Linked DNA regions of Gasterosteus aculeatus: region 1 is linked to region 2. The links are chromatin contacts, called in public Hi-C maps. All regions are on one chromosome and are shown on one strand. Each heading gives the region's core, a stretch centred on a gene start, on an enhancer-like site or on the middle of the called end of the contact. The rest is flanking DNA. Distances are from core to core; before and after follow the strand shown. Region 1 holds the start of LOC120821050 (group XIIB secretory phospholipase A2-like protein). Region 2 overlaps nolc1 (nucleolar and coiled-body phosphoprotein 1).

Region 1 (5,934 bases), core at 642-3,141, 87 kb after region 2:
ACACTTGAGAGCCCTGCACGTGTCTGTCTCGCGCGTAAGACACCGCTGCATAAACCACAGGGTTCAAAGCGTGGGGGGGAAAAGAGCAGCGGCTTGTAGTCCGGAATTCCGGCACATCCTCTTTGACGATAAATACACAGTGTTTTGTGCAGAGACGCCTGTGACTGAGTTATTTGTCTGCGAATGCGTCCACAGAGTGCTTGTCACAGTTCCTCCCTCTCCTCTCCCTCGCAGACACACGCTGCCCTCTGGCTGTTCATGTAAGGCCTGCAGCCAAGAGTCCCCACTGTGCTGTGGAGGACGTCTGCCATTGATTCGCAGGCTAGGAAGAACATACGGAGAGATCAGAGAGAGGAAGGAGGAGGAGTTCATTCTTGTTTTTTTGGTAACTCACAACGAAGATGCTTGTGAACATCTTACCTTGCACCTTGGACACGAAGCCCAGACTCTTCTTAAGGTCGCCGCAGATGCCGTGCAGACACAGGCGGAACTCCGAGTCGCAGCGGTTCTTGCTGGTGCCGCAAGTGTCGTAGCACACGTCCAGCTGGTTGCAGCAGTTGGTCATAGCGGGGATCCCGAGGTCAAGCTGGGAAAAGAAAGAGCTTTGTTGCGTCAGTGAAGTTAACTGAGCATATGCAGACATTGTGGTTGTGTGTTAGGCTCCATTGTTTGGGCGTAGTAGTGTGGTTCTGGACTGTCGGTGTTATGAACAAGACACCTACAACTGCATTCACCTGCAATCCCACCAGAGAGGAGCTGCAGCCGTTGGGCTCTTGGAGCTGGTAGCCGGGGCGCTTTTGAGGAGTTTCTCCTGTTAAAACCGGGAAGCAAGAGGTTCCATTTCAATTCCATCAACCAACTAATGTCGTCATGTAGCCCAGCCAAGAATCTATATCTGTACCATATCTATGTTCTTCAGAGTGTGGCTTTTTACAGATAAGACGTAACTTGTGTTGTCTACTTGATTCGACACGTGAAAAGAAAACAAATACTAAACGACAACATACTGTTAAACAGGTGCATTGATTCTTTTTTGGGTAGTTCAACTATTTGAACATGTAGCCCATTCTGATTCGAACCTACAGGACACTAAAATAATTGTGTTGTTATTAGAAAAATAACTCAACTCTTATGTTAACTTAGAGATTTGTTCTTACCGTATCTGCAGCGATACTGACACACACCATCGCGTCCCCCCGCCAGCTCCACCAACAACTCAAAGTATCCGTGCAAACTGCGGAAACTATTTCTAATTGAGTCGATGCTCCAGCTGTTATCATCTTCTTGTGCCAAAGAGTTATTTAGCGACAGGTCCGTCTGGACCGGTCTGATGTCATTTTCCTCCTCCGCCCCAGGAGAGGAATGTTGCTCCTGCGTGACGGCTTCACCAGCAAGAGCTTCCATAGCAGGGGGGTCTCCAGCAGCCATTTCCCTGTCTGTCTCTGGCTCATCGGCTGTTGCACCATCTCCCACCGGGACCTCCATTTTTGTTTTGTCAGCTGAAAGGTCATCCACAGCCAACTCACTGTCACCACGAGAGGAGTCGGCTGCAGGTTCCTCCACTGCAGGTGAACTTCCTTGTTGGGTACCTGCAGGAGCTGCAGCTTCTTCAGCTGCTACAGCAGCAGAAACAGCATCGGAGTCCACAGGAGACGCCTGCTCCTCTTCAGGCGGAGTCTGGTAGTGGCCTAAAGTGGCACAAATGCCCGAGGACACACAGAGGAAGAGGAGGACGACAGCCCGAAGCAGCATGGTGTTGAACTGGGGACAAACCAGCAGGGGTCCGTTTGAAGAAGCAGGTTTAGTGGAAACTCAGAGTTTGTTAACCCTGAGATGAGGGGAACTCTGGCTTGGAGGTGACCAGCTCAGGGTCAGTCTCCATGGTAACTGAGCCTGTGAACCTCAGCTGGTCGGGAGCAGGTTTTCCTTCACAGGCTCCTCCCTCTGACAGCAGCCCAGCCAATCACACGGCGCGCGTTCATTTCCTCATTCATTCTGAATCAGGCGGATTTTAGCGCAGTTTCCACATATGAACAATATAAGATCTCTGTTACGTAAACGACTAAAGTGTTTTCTCGAACATGACGCGTCCTTTTCTGGACGATCCTGTTGATGAAGAAGCGGCTTTACTTCGCAGGGTGTTAAACACGTCGGGAGAGAATATTGAGGCCCCGATTAGACATATTCCCATTTCCAGATAACTACTTGTTTAAACGGTATCGTCCATCAAATATGCACATGACCTCATCCGTCCTCATAGAAGTAACGTCACTCATCGTGGACATGCTCTCACATACGAGCACATCCTTTGTGTAGTATTACGTTTTTCTGCAAACGGTAGTTTCCTTTATAACATCAGAATATTAGTAAAGCTGCTGTCTGTGTGTAAATTAAATATTAACTGTCAACACTATATTGGAACATTATAAGTGAAGATTGAAGAAATATATTTTATTCAAAAAAATTGTAAAACTGAGGCAAAACCCAAAAATACTTTTCGTGCACTTATTTTTATTTTGAATATATTTTTCAATATTCAACACCAAAACATAAGCTTTCAGGTTCACATTTGTTTTTGAAATGATCAAAACTTTTGACCTGGATTTGGCTCCATAGATTTTGACCTGGGATTCGGTTCAAGCAGACACACTGTCATGTTTGGGGGCAAAGGTCACACCATATCAAAGCAAAGCTTCTGTTATTCCTTATTCCTCTTATTGTCGGTTCTTCTTGACTACATCAAATGAGTCATTTATGAATATTATTTTCCAATTCATTAAAAAACTAGCGGCAGAAAGATGTTCTAAAAAAGTCGGAAATATGTCTGTAATAATATATAATTTAGCAAGAAAGGCCACACTATGTAAAAATAGTCCCAGGTTATAAAACCTAAACATTCAACAAAAAGGATCAGAAGCAGCGCTCCAACCGTTAAGTAAAATGCATATTTCTGATCTTCTTTGAATGGTGAAAAACTGATATGAATCACTTGTAAGTAAAACTATTTCTATTACAATTCCAGAAGAAATGGTGATGCATTACATTTCTACCCTTGCCTAGTAAATAATATCCATTTATATCTAAAAGGAAATATCACCATTATGCATAGTGGTGCAGCCGAATGTCTTCTACTAGTCTTTGCTACAACTGAGGTCAATTTCAGGAGACGACAGTAAAACGTCTTTTGCCATCTGGTGGCTGCATTGAAGTACTCGGAGACGGAGCTCGCTGCGAGGAAATCATGCAGCAGCCCGGCCGATCTCTGGCACAGTCGTTTTGGGCAATAAATAACAATGGCCCTAGTCAAATCCTTATATATATAGTATGAAATAAGTAATATGTGAACATATTATGTAAAAAGGTTCTCTTGGTATAACATCACAGATGATTCTATTGGATTGGGACGTCTCTGCTGTCCTCTGCTGGTGGAAAGGTAACGTGCCCCTAATGCTCCGGATTATTTTGAACTTTCTAGTGAACCTGTTCCACATCAGACGTCTGTTAAGGATACCAGTTGCGAATGATCTCATGGAGTTTCAAGTTTTTCCTTCCAACGTCTCATCCAGTCGGTACAAATGAATTGTCTCCGGAGGTCAGCAAAGAGAATGATGGTCTGTGGTATCGTGTTCATACTTGCGGTTAAGAGGCAGCATACCGAATAAATCAAAGAAAATGGATGTTACGATATCCAGGTTTCTTTCTGCTTTCAAACTGTTTTCTTTTCAACTCATTAACATTTGAGTCGTTCCAGGCTGCAGGTATAATATTGGATGTGTATCTTAAGGTGGAAGTTGTTCATTTTAACAAAATACATATTGCACTGCTCTGGGCCACAGAAACAACATGAATGAATTTCAAAATGCATTTACGTTGTTTTTATACTTTTAAATCTTATATAGATTTGACGGTTTTTGTAGCATTTGTACATTGTATTATTGCTAGCTTGATACTGGTGGTGGTTTTGAGCTTTGATCGTGGGATGTTGTTTCTGGACAAAGGCAATTTCTACTAGTATTTCATTATAATTAAGTTTGCGGATGACAGATGACGCTGTGGAATATGTATTCCCTTCATTGTACTGCACTTTGGAAAGTCCATCTAAAGAATGATCACCGTTGATGGAGCTATTCACTCTCTGTTTGTAGATCACAATGTATTTCGTCCCACAACGTCCTAAATGGTAAAACAACAACAGCAGCAGATTAATAAAAGGAAGAGTCATGAGTCTCTACATCAAGTGTCGCAGCAACACATAACGAACCGTCTCGTGGTCTTGCTGGCCTTCTCTCTGTTCAGCACCATGTTGATGTTGTTTTCCAAATCCTTCAGGGAAAAATGCAAAGAATAACAGCATGACATGTTCCAATCCTTATTCCTTAAACAAATGATTAAACAGTTAAAAATCCCTTGCCTCGTTCGCAGTATTCAAACAGTTATTTGAGGCAATCAGTCTCATTATCTCCATCTAGAAACAAAGATAATAGAAATAAATAGATAAATAAAACATGCAGCAATATGCATTTGTGACCCTGCAGAAGTGGCTGCACACGTCCTGCTTTACTTTTAATCCTGAAAGACCCCAAATGGGATGCAACCGTCCCGCTGTGCTGTTCATGAACGTGTGAGGAAAAGGGCACAATATTTGACTTTGAGACAGACAGCTCATCTCCCACCACCTTTAGATCTTTGATGCACCGCTGCACGGCCGTGGTCGTGACGGAGGCCACCGGCATCTCCTTAAGCTCCTCCTCCAGCTGCTGGTTCTCCCGCCACGTGTTCAACACCCGAAGCCGCTTGGATTGGACGCTGCTGCTGCCGTGGCCGACGTCGAGTCCTCCGTCATGCCGGCCGGACAGAGACGCATCTGTCCGAGCACACAAGAGGCCAATGTGAAAGCAGTGTGTGATGTGTCTGCGCATTTCCCTGAAGGCATTGGAAAGTCACAGATGGTATTAAATTGTTTCTTCAGTCTGTGGACATTAGAAAAACTACATTTAAAATTGAGCATGTGCTGTGGCCTGCAGGTAAATATACAGTGATCATCTACCAGGGTAATCTTGAGACTTGCTCGTCATGTCACTGTCCAGCGGGCCGACGGTAGCTGGGATGTTCTTTGATTCGTTTCGGGCTCTGAGGTCAAACGGGAACAAAATGCTTAGAATAATAAGACAGTATAAAAAATTAGATTTTGGTAGGCAGATCCTTGCAGTACCGTTTATTCTCCTCTAGAGCTCTCTTGGCAATGAGCTCCAGCCTGAAGACCTCCTTTTCTGAATCCTCCAAATCCATTTGCCTCACTTTGTCATCGCCGAGAGCTTTGAGCGAAGTCTCCAGCGACTGAAACAGAACAACAACAAATACCTCTAACGCTTTTATGTTTATTTAATGTTATTGACAGGATATTAAGCCAGAAATTGACATACATTTCTCAGGCCTTCTTCTCATGTTTTATGTATTTATTTTAATAGAATATGAGCAGTGTGATTTACCTTATTTTGAAGTAATGTTTGTGAAGCCATCAAGTGGTTGACGTACATATCGTACTCTGTCTGGAAAGAGAAAAGAAAATACTATTTTGTTTCAAAAGGATTTGTCTTTGTAGAATAGATCGGAACTTGTGGTGTTGAAAAACTGAATATTGGAAACAATAATATCCTTTAATTTACTGCTCATGCATTTGTCCCAACACACACTTCATTGCATTTTAGCTGATGGTAAAAAACTGTGGACATCGATCATGAACATACTGCCTGGTCCACATCTGGTTTTAAATGAAATATTTACAGTTATTGTAACATAACAGTGAGATGATATGTTAATATATATTTTAGCTGCATCGCAACCTCACAATCAACTTATTACAACAACTGACACGACTGTCAAGAAACGACAGGTTCAATTGAATTTTTTTTCACGAGCCAAATGCACAAAAAT
Region 2 (5,799 bases), core at 2,674-5,173:
CTGTAGCAGCTAAAAAAGCTACGCCTGCAGCTAAACCCACCACGCCTGCAGCTAAACCAGCTACACCTGCATCAAAGCTTGCTGCTGCAGCAGAAAGCAGCTCAGACTCTGACTCCTCCTCAGAAGATGAAGAAGCAGTCAAAGCTAAACCTGTAGCAGCTAAAAAAGCCAAGCCTGCAGCTAAACCAGCTACACCTGCATCAAAGCTTGCTGCTGCAGCAGAAAGCAGCTCTGACTCTGACTCCTCCTCAGAAGATGAAGCAGTCAAAGCTAAACCTGTAGCAGCTAAAAAAGCCACACCTGTAGGTAAACCCACCACGCCTGCAGCTACACCTGCATCAAAGCTTGCTGCTGCAGCAGAAAGCAGCTCTGACTCCTCCTCAGAAGATGAAGAAGCAGTCAAAGCTACACCTGCAGCAAAGCCTGCCACTCCTGCAGTGAAGCCCGCTACGCCTGTATCAAAGCCTGCTGCAGCAGAAAGCAGCTCAGACTCTGACTCCTCCTCTGAAGACGAAGCAGTCAAAGCTAAACCTGTAGCAGCTAAAAAAGCCACACCTGCAGGTAAACCCACCACGCCTGCAGCTAAACCAGCTACACCTGCATCAAAGCTTGCTGCTGCAGCAGAAAGCAGCTCAGACTCTGACTCCTCTGAAGATGAGCAAGAACCAACCGCCAAGGCTAAACCTGCTGCGGCTAAACCTGCTGCTGCAAAGCCTCCTGCTGAAAGCAGCTCCGACTCTGACTCTTCTGAAGATGAGGCTGCAGTCAAATCAACGCCTGCGGCTAAAGCAGCAAAGCCTGCTACGCCTGCATCAAAGCCTGCTGCTGAAAGCAGCTCTGACTCAGACTCCTCCTCTGAAGATGAAGCTGCTGTCAAAGCTAAACCTGTAGCAGCTAAAAAAGCCAAGTCTGCAGCAAAGCCAGCCACTCCTGCATCAAAGCCTGCAGCGGAAAGCAGCTCGGATTCTGACTCCTCCTCTGAAGATGAGGCTGCAGTCAAAGCTAAGCCAGCTACGCCTGCAGCTAAGCCAGCTACGCCTGCATCAAAGCTTGCTGCTGCAGCAGAAAGCAGCTCAGACTCTGACTCCTCCTCTGAAGACGAAGCAGCGGTCAAGGCTACGCCTACATCTAAAGCAGCAGCTAAATCTGCGACCCCAGTCACAAAGCAGACTGTGGCAGCAAATGGCAGCAGCTCTGAATCTGACAGCTCTGACTCTGAAAATGAGGCGGCCAAACCTGCAGTCAAGAAACAAGCTCCAGCCGCATTAGTGGCCCCTGCTGGAACGCCCAAAGCCACAAAGGCCACCCCTGCTAAGCCCGCAGTCACCAATGGAAAGACGTCAACCCCGAAGGCAGCAACACCAAAAACCCCACAAAAGCCAGCAGAGTCCTCGTCCAGCGACAGCAGCTCTGAGGAGGAGGAAGAGGCCAGTAAAAGTGCCGTAAAACCCGCCGCGACACCCAAGACGACCCCAGCTTCTAAAGCTCAGGAGAGCAGCAGCTCCTCGGACAGTTCATCAGATGAGGAAGCACCCAAGAAAGCCGTCACGGCGCCCAGCACCCCCGCAGCAAATGGTGAGTTCCAATAAAGTAATCGACATGATCAGGCCACTTTAAGGGGAGATGGATCCCTCTGTTAGCCAGTAGAGTAAATGTTTTACTGGCCTGTGAAATGTTTGTAGCTTGGGTGTATGTAACGCTTATGTGACAATTTCGCCCTCCACTAATTTGAGCAGCACAAACGATGAGTTTTCCTCTGAATACAGGTACAAACGGAAAGAGAAAAAGGGATAAATCTTCCAAAGAGGAAGAGACGGAAGTCACACCAAAAAACAAGAAAATCACGACCACACCACAAACGTTTCCTAAAGTCCATAAGAAGGTAGGGCCTGCTCGACCAGAGCGCAGTCTCCTGAAGGTGGGGTCGACCCTTGATTTATTAAGATTGACTTGTCTTTCAGACCACAAACGAGCCATTCCGTAGAATAAGAGAAGAAGAAGTGGAACTAGATCCCCGTCTACAAGACAACTCTTTTGACGCAAAGGTGAGCTCGGTACCCACTGTGGCTTCTTGCTACAGCACTAAGACTGTGGATGTGATCCAATTTATGTCTCAACTAACATGTCCATTTGTCTCTGCTAATCCAGTCTGGAGCCAGGGGTGACTGGGGCCAGAAAGCGAACGACGTGCTCCGGTTTACAAAAGGAAAGTCGTTCCGCCACGAAAAGACCAAGAAGAAGAGGGGAAGCTACTGCGGCGGCGCCATCTCCACCTCAGTCAACTCCATCAAGTTTGACAGTGACTAAGGACTCTCAATCTGGCCCCTCCCCCCTGGACTTCACTGTACCTGTGATCAGGACTCTCTGTTGTCTACACCCCCCCAGCTGACGGGACGTGACCCCAAAGCTCAGCTGGCACTTGCATGCAGTGATCACAGAGGGGCACTGGTTTAGTCTCTGATCTGAAGCGACGCGTTACTTGAGCTTAGGCAGCAAGAGGTAGAATACTGGTTACGGTTGACATCACTTATAGCCACTAGGTGGCTGCAGGCCACTTCTTAATGGGGGAAAAATACGTTTTTTTCTTTTCTTATGCTTTTTAGTTAAACTTGTACTTCATTATCAAATTAAAAATGTCTTTCTTTGCAACTTTTCTATCAAGCCATCCCCGTTTGTTATGTTAAGTCTGGCATTGATTATTTTTGTTTTTCTAATGGATAACATTGGTTCTTCAAGGTTAGTCAACCTCTATTTGGATACGATTTGAGTCGAGAGGGCTGCGTGCTCAGTTGTTTTCATCTTAACGCCATACGAGCACGGAGGGTAAACTGAGTTTTATACAGTGTATTTATTACATTTTATTCTCGTTCAATGGTTAGGCCCTCAGGTAGTATTTCCCATGCTGTTCTAAAGCCATTTTTCTTTGAAACGGTTTGTTCTGACGTTAACATACCTTTTTTTTGTCTATTTCCCAATCTAAAGGAGCCATGTGTTCATTTGTTTGACTTTCCTCTTCCAGCGTTTGGACTTTTTTTGTTTTATTCTTGTGGCTGTAATTAAAACTTAAATGTTGGTGTGATTGTATAACCTTTCTTCCAATGTTTTTAATTTCACTGTTCTACATGAATTGGAATACTTAAGTTAATTTGTTAGCTCGTATTTCGGGGGAAACTTACCTTTTTTTTCTTTTCCCTAATCGATACAAACACGCATGGCTACTCGCAAACCCTGCTAGGGAAATATATCAAACCATGTTTCTGATTAATCAATAAAGTCTTGAGTCTATAGTAACCAGTTCTTCCTCCTGTGGCCAATGAGCAAGCTCGTTAGTCACCACTAGGTGGCCCTCTGGATGCAACTATGGGACAGTATGAGGGAAGCTGCTAATATGGGTCAAGCTCCACAGAGGCTGGACCTTACACTCCATTAACACCAAAAGAACCCTGATGACATCACCAGGGAAGCAACCTTAGTATTAGTATTTTATTGTTGTACCAAGCAGTTACATTAGCAGGCTACATCTTTGAAGGCAAAACATGTTTTGATCACCTTATACTGAAAAATGAAGTAAGTGATATTCATGTAAATACAGCAACACTATAATCTGATTGTAGATATAACACTTCCCTCAGTAACCAACTTATTTTAACAGCGGTGAAAGTAAAACCTCAGCAGGCAAAGCGATCCTTTGGCTTCAGTTTAGACTAATCGGACTGAGTAAACTTCTTACATTTCTAAAATAAGTTTGGTTTTGCATTAACTTATGGTACATGACATACGGCCTAATGGAACACACACTTGCTGGACTCCGCAACACTCGACAAACAGGCCGAGCACTGAAGCTGTGTACATTTCTGTGCCTCCACATTAGGAGCTGTTGACTTTGGAGGGAGGTCTGCAGTCGCTCCAAATAAAGACCCCCCTCCCCTCCAGAAGGCCGACAACCTCTAACCACTGGGAGTTGCTTCAGTGCTCACCAAGCGAGGGAGAGCTACTGGAGAGCTGTTGCTGGGTCGTTTTTCAGCGCAGATGGAGCTGATGTGGAGAGACTCAATGCAGTTGGGTGATTTTGGCCACCAGCGTTCTAGTGCGTTTTTTTCTTAGTGTTAGTTATTTTTATAAGGACTAGTACTTGTTTTAGCTGCTTTGTATCACAATAAATATATTGTTTTGGGTTGGAGTTTTAGACATTTTTAAACCCCTGCTCAGAATGAAAGATTGTGGTTTAAATAAAAAAGGAAAGCGTATGCAGATTGATCTACTATCATCAGCACCATCAGTCAGGGTGAAGGACGAGCCGATGGACAGAGCTCTGCAGCAGATAAACTATCGACTTTGCGAATATGTCCCCAAAAAACAACGTGTATGTTAAATGTTAATGTTTTGGAAGTGGCTCTTAATGTGAGTGTTGTAGGGTTGATACACCAGTGCGGCTGCTCGGTCACAGATCAATTTTTTTCCACGTGATTGAAGCGCCATGCCTGAGGAGTTCCGACGAGAGGCCTTTCGCTCTAATCTGCTGCCCAGCCATCGCTCCGGAGGACCCCCTCCGTCTGTCGGTTGCAGTGTTCAGGAGAAAGCACGGCAGCGCGTTTCGGGCCAATGCAGCACAGTGTGCACCGAGGGGCTGCAGGACGATCTTTTAATGGGCAGCGCCGGCCGAGGGCCGCCCAGCCTGTCCATTTCAATTAGACAAAACTGCTGACCGCTCTCGCGCGCCCACACACATTAGCATCTTCCCCATGCACACACTCGAAGCCACGTCGTACAAGCAGCAGAGCAGGGGGTTTTTTTTTGTTGCTTAGAAGCGTTACACTCAATTTCATTATACACGACTTCTTCGGCGCCATAGATTAGTCCCGCTAATTCCCCTCTGTTCTCTCCACTCGGAGTCAAAGGGCACAAATTAGAACATGGCAGGACAACAAACCCACCAGTAAAGCAGCTTTACGTTATTAAAAACATCTTTAATAGAGCATTTCTTTTAACATCCATCTGTTATAAAGTGTTTCAGAGGGAAATGGATGAATACACACGTTGAACAGTATACATTGTCCAGCGAGACAAGCATCACTGTGCTAATATGGGACAAATGGTGCAGTTGGAGTTAGCAGGCCGGATGAAGAGGTGCCAACAAGATTACCCACGTCTGCTCTCTGTACCAACAAAGGAATAACTAAGGGTCTGTTGTCTGCATACAACAGACATGCTGCAGCATTTACACAGCTGAAGGTCAAGTAGGATTTATTACACTGCTCGACCTCGAAAACATGTGAAATGCACACGAGCGGTTTGTGGGGGCCACAGCGACCTGCTGACAGTGCATTCCTCTATAGAATATGGAACAAATCGTCATTTTATTTCACACAAATACCCACGATGCCTTGGACAGGGATGCCAGAGAAGCCTTTTAGGGACACGGTGCGCTACGTCAGCGCGCTTATGTCCATATATGGACGGTCTGAACTACAGCAACATGCGTTAATGCGTCAGAGCTGCGGCCCCAATGATTTCATTTCATTAAGTGTCCGTTTGGATCGTTGCGACGTCTTGAAGGAAAAGGTCTCTGATGCTGATGTTGCTTCATTCCAACGCCGGCCTTATTGCGTCCTCGTTGTGGCAAAGTCCCAGGCCGTGTCCTGGGCACACTTGCACATGGCGCGCACCAGCCGAGTGAAGCCCATGTCCTTGGGTTTCTCCAGCCCACGCATCAGCCGCTGCTTCATAATTGCTATGAACTCCCTATTACTGAGCTCTCCATTCCCTGAAGGGGGAGGGATGATAAAATAAAGGGGGTAA

The links. Hi-C and Micro-C count contacts between places; a contact is called where the count stands out from the background.
Region 1: a Hi-C map of skeletal muscle shows a contact between it and region 2, with 4 times the contacts expected there. The contact joins the promoter of LOC120821050 here to the enhancer-like site in region 2. A contact is called at or near these places in 3 of 6 Hi-C or Micro-C datasets (skeletal muscle and tail fin).

Annotation. Positions count from the first base shown.
Region 1 is chr6:8,787,078-8,793,011 of fGasAcu3.hap1.1, forward strand. It overlaps LOC120821050 (group XIIB secretory phospholipase A2-like protein), which reads right to left and starts at 1,892. Exons shown (of 4, transcript XM_040179411.2): 1 at 1,158-1,892; 2 at 735-811; 3 at 421-586; 4 at 1-322. The coding sequence starts at 1,752. The coding sequence ends at 204. It overlaps LOC120821049, which reads right to left. Exons shown (of 9, transcript XR_013467871.1): 4 at 5,490-5,549; 5 at 5,213-5,337; 6 at 5,048-5,130; 7 at 4,412-4,864; 8 at 4,262-4,323; 9 at 2,495-4,173.
Region 2 is chr6:8,698,163-8,703,961 of fGasAcu3.hap1.1, forward strand. It overlaps nolc1 (nucleolar and coiled-body phosphoprotein 1), which reads left to right. Exons shown (of 15, transcript XM_078104125.1): 12 at 412-1,575; 13 at 1,767-1,882; 14 at 1,962-2,045; 15 at 2,149-3,291. The coding sequence ends at 2,307. micu1 (mitochondrial calcium uptake 1) reads right to left here. Exons shown (of 12, transcript XM_040178432.2): 12 at 4,947-5,764. The coding sequence ends at 5,601. Among protein-coding and RNA genes, the nearest start is that of nolc1, 7.9 kb to the left of the region's middle. Within about 2 kb of position 3,924, at least 2 of the 9 cell types and tissues checked have open chromatin away from gene starts, as enhancers often do.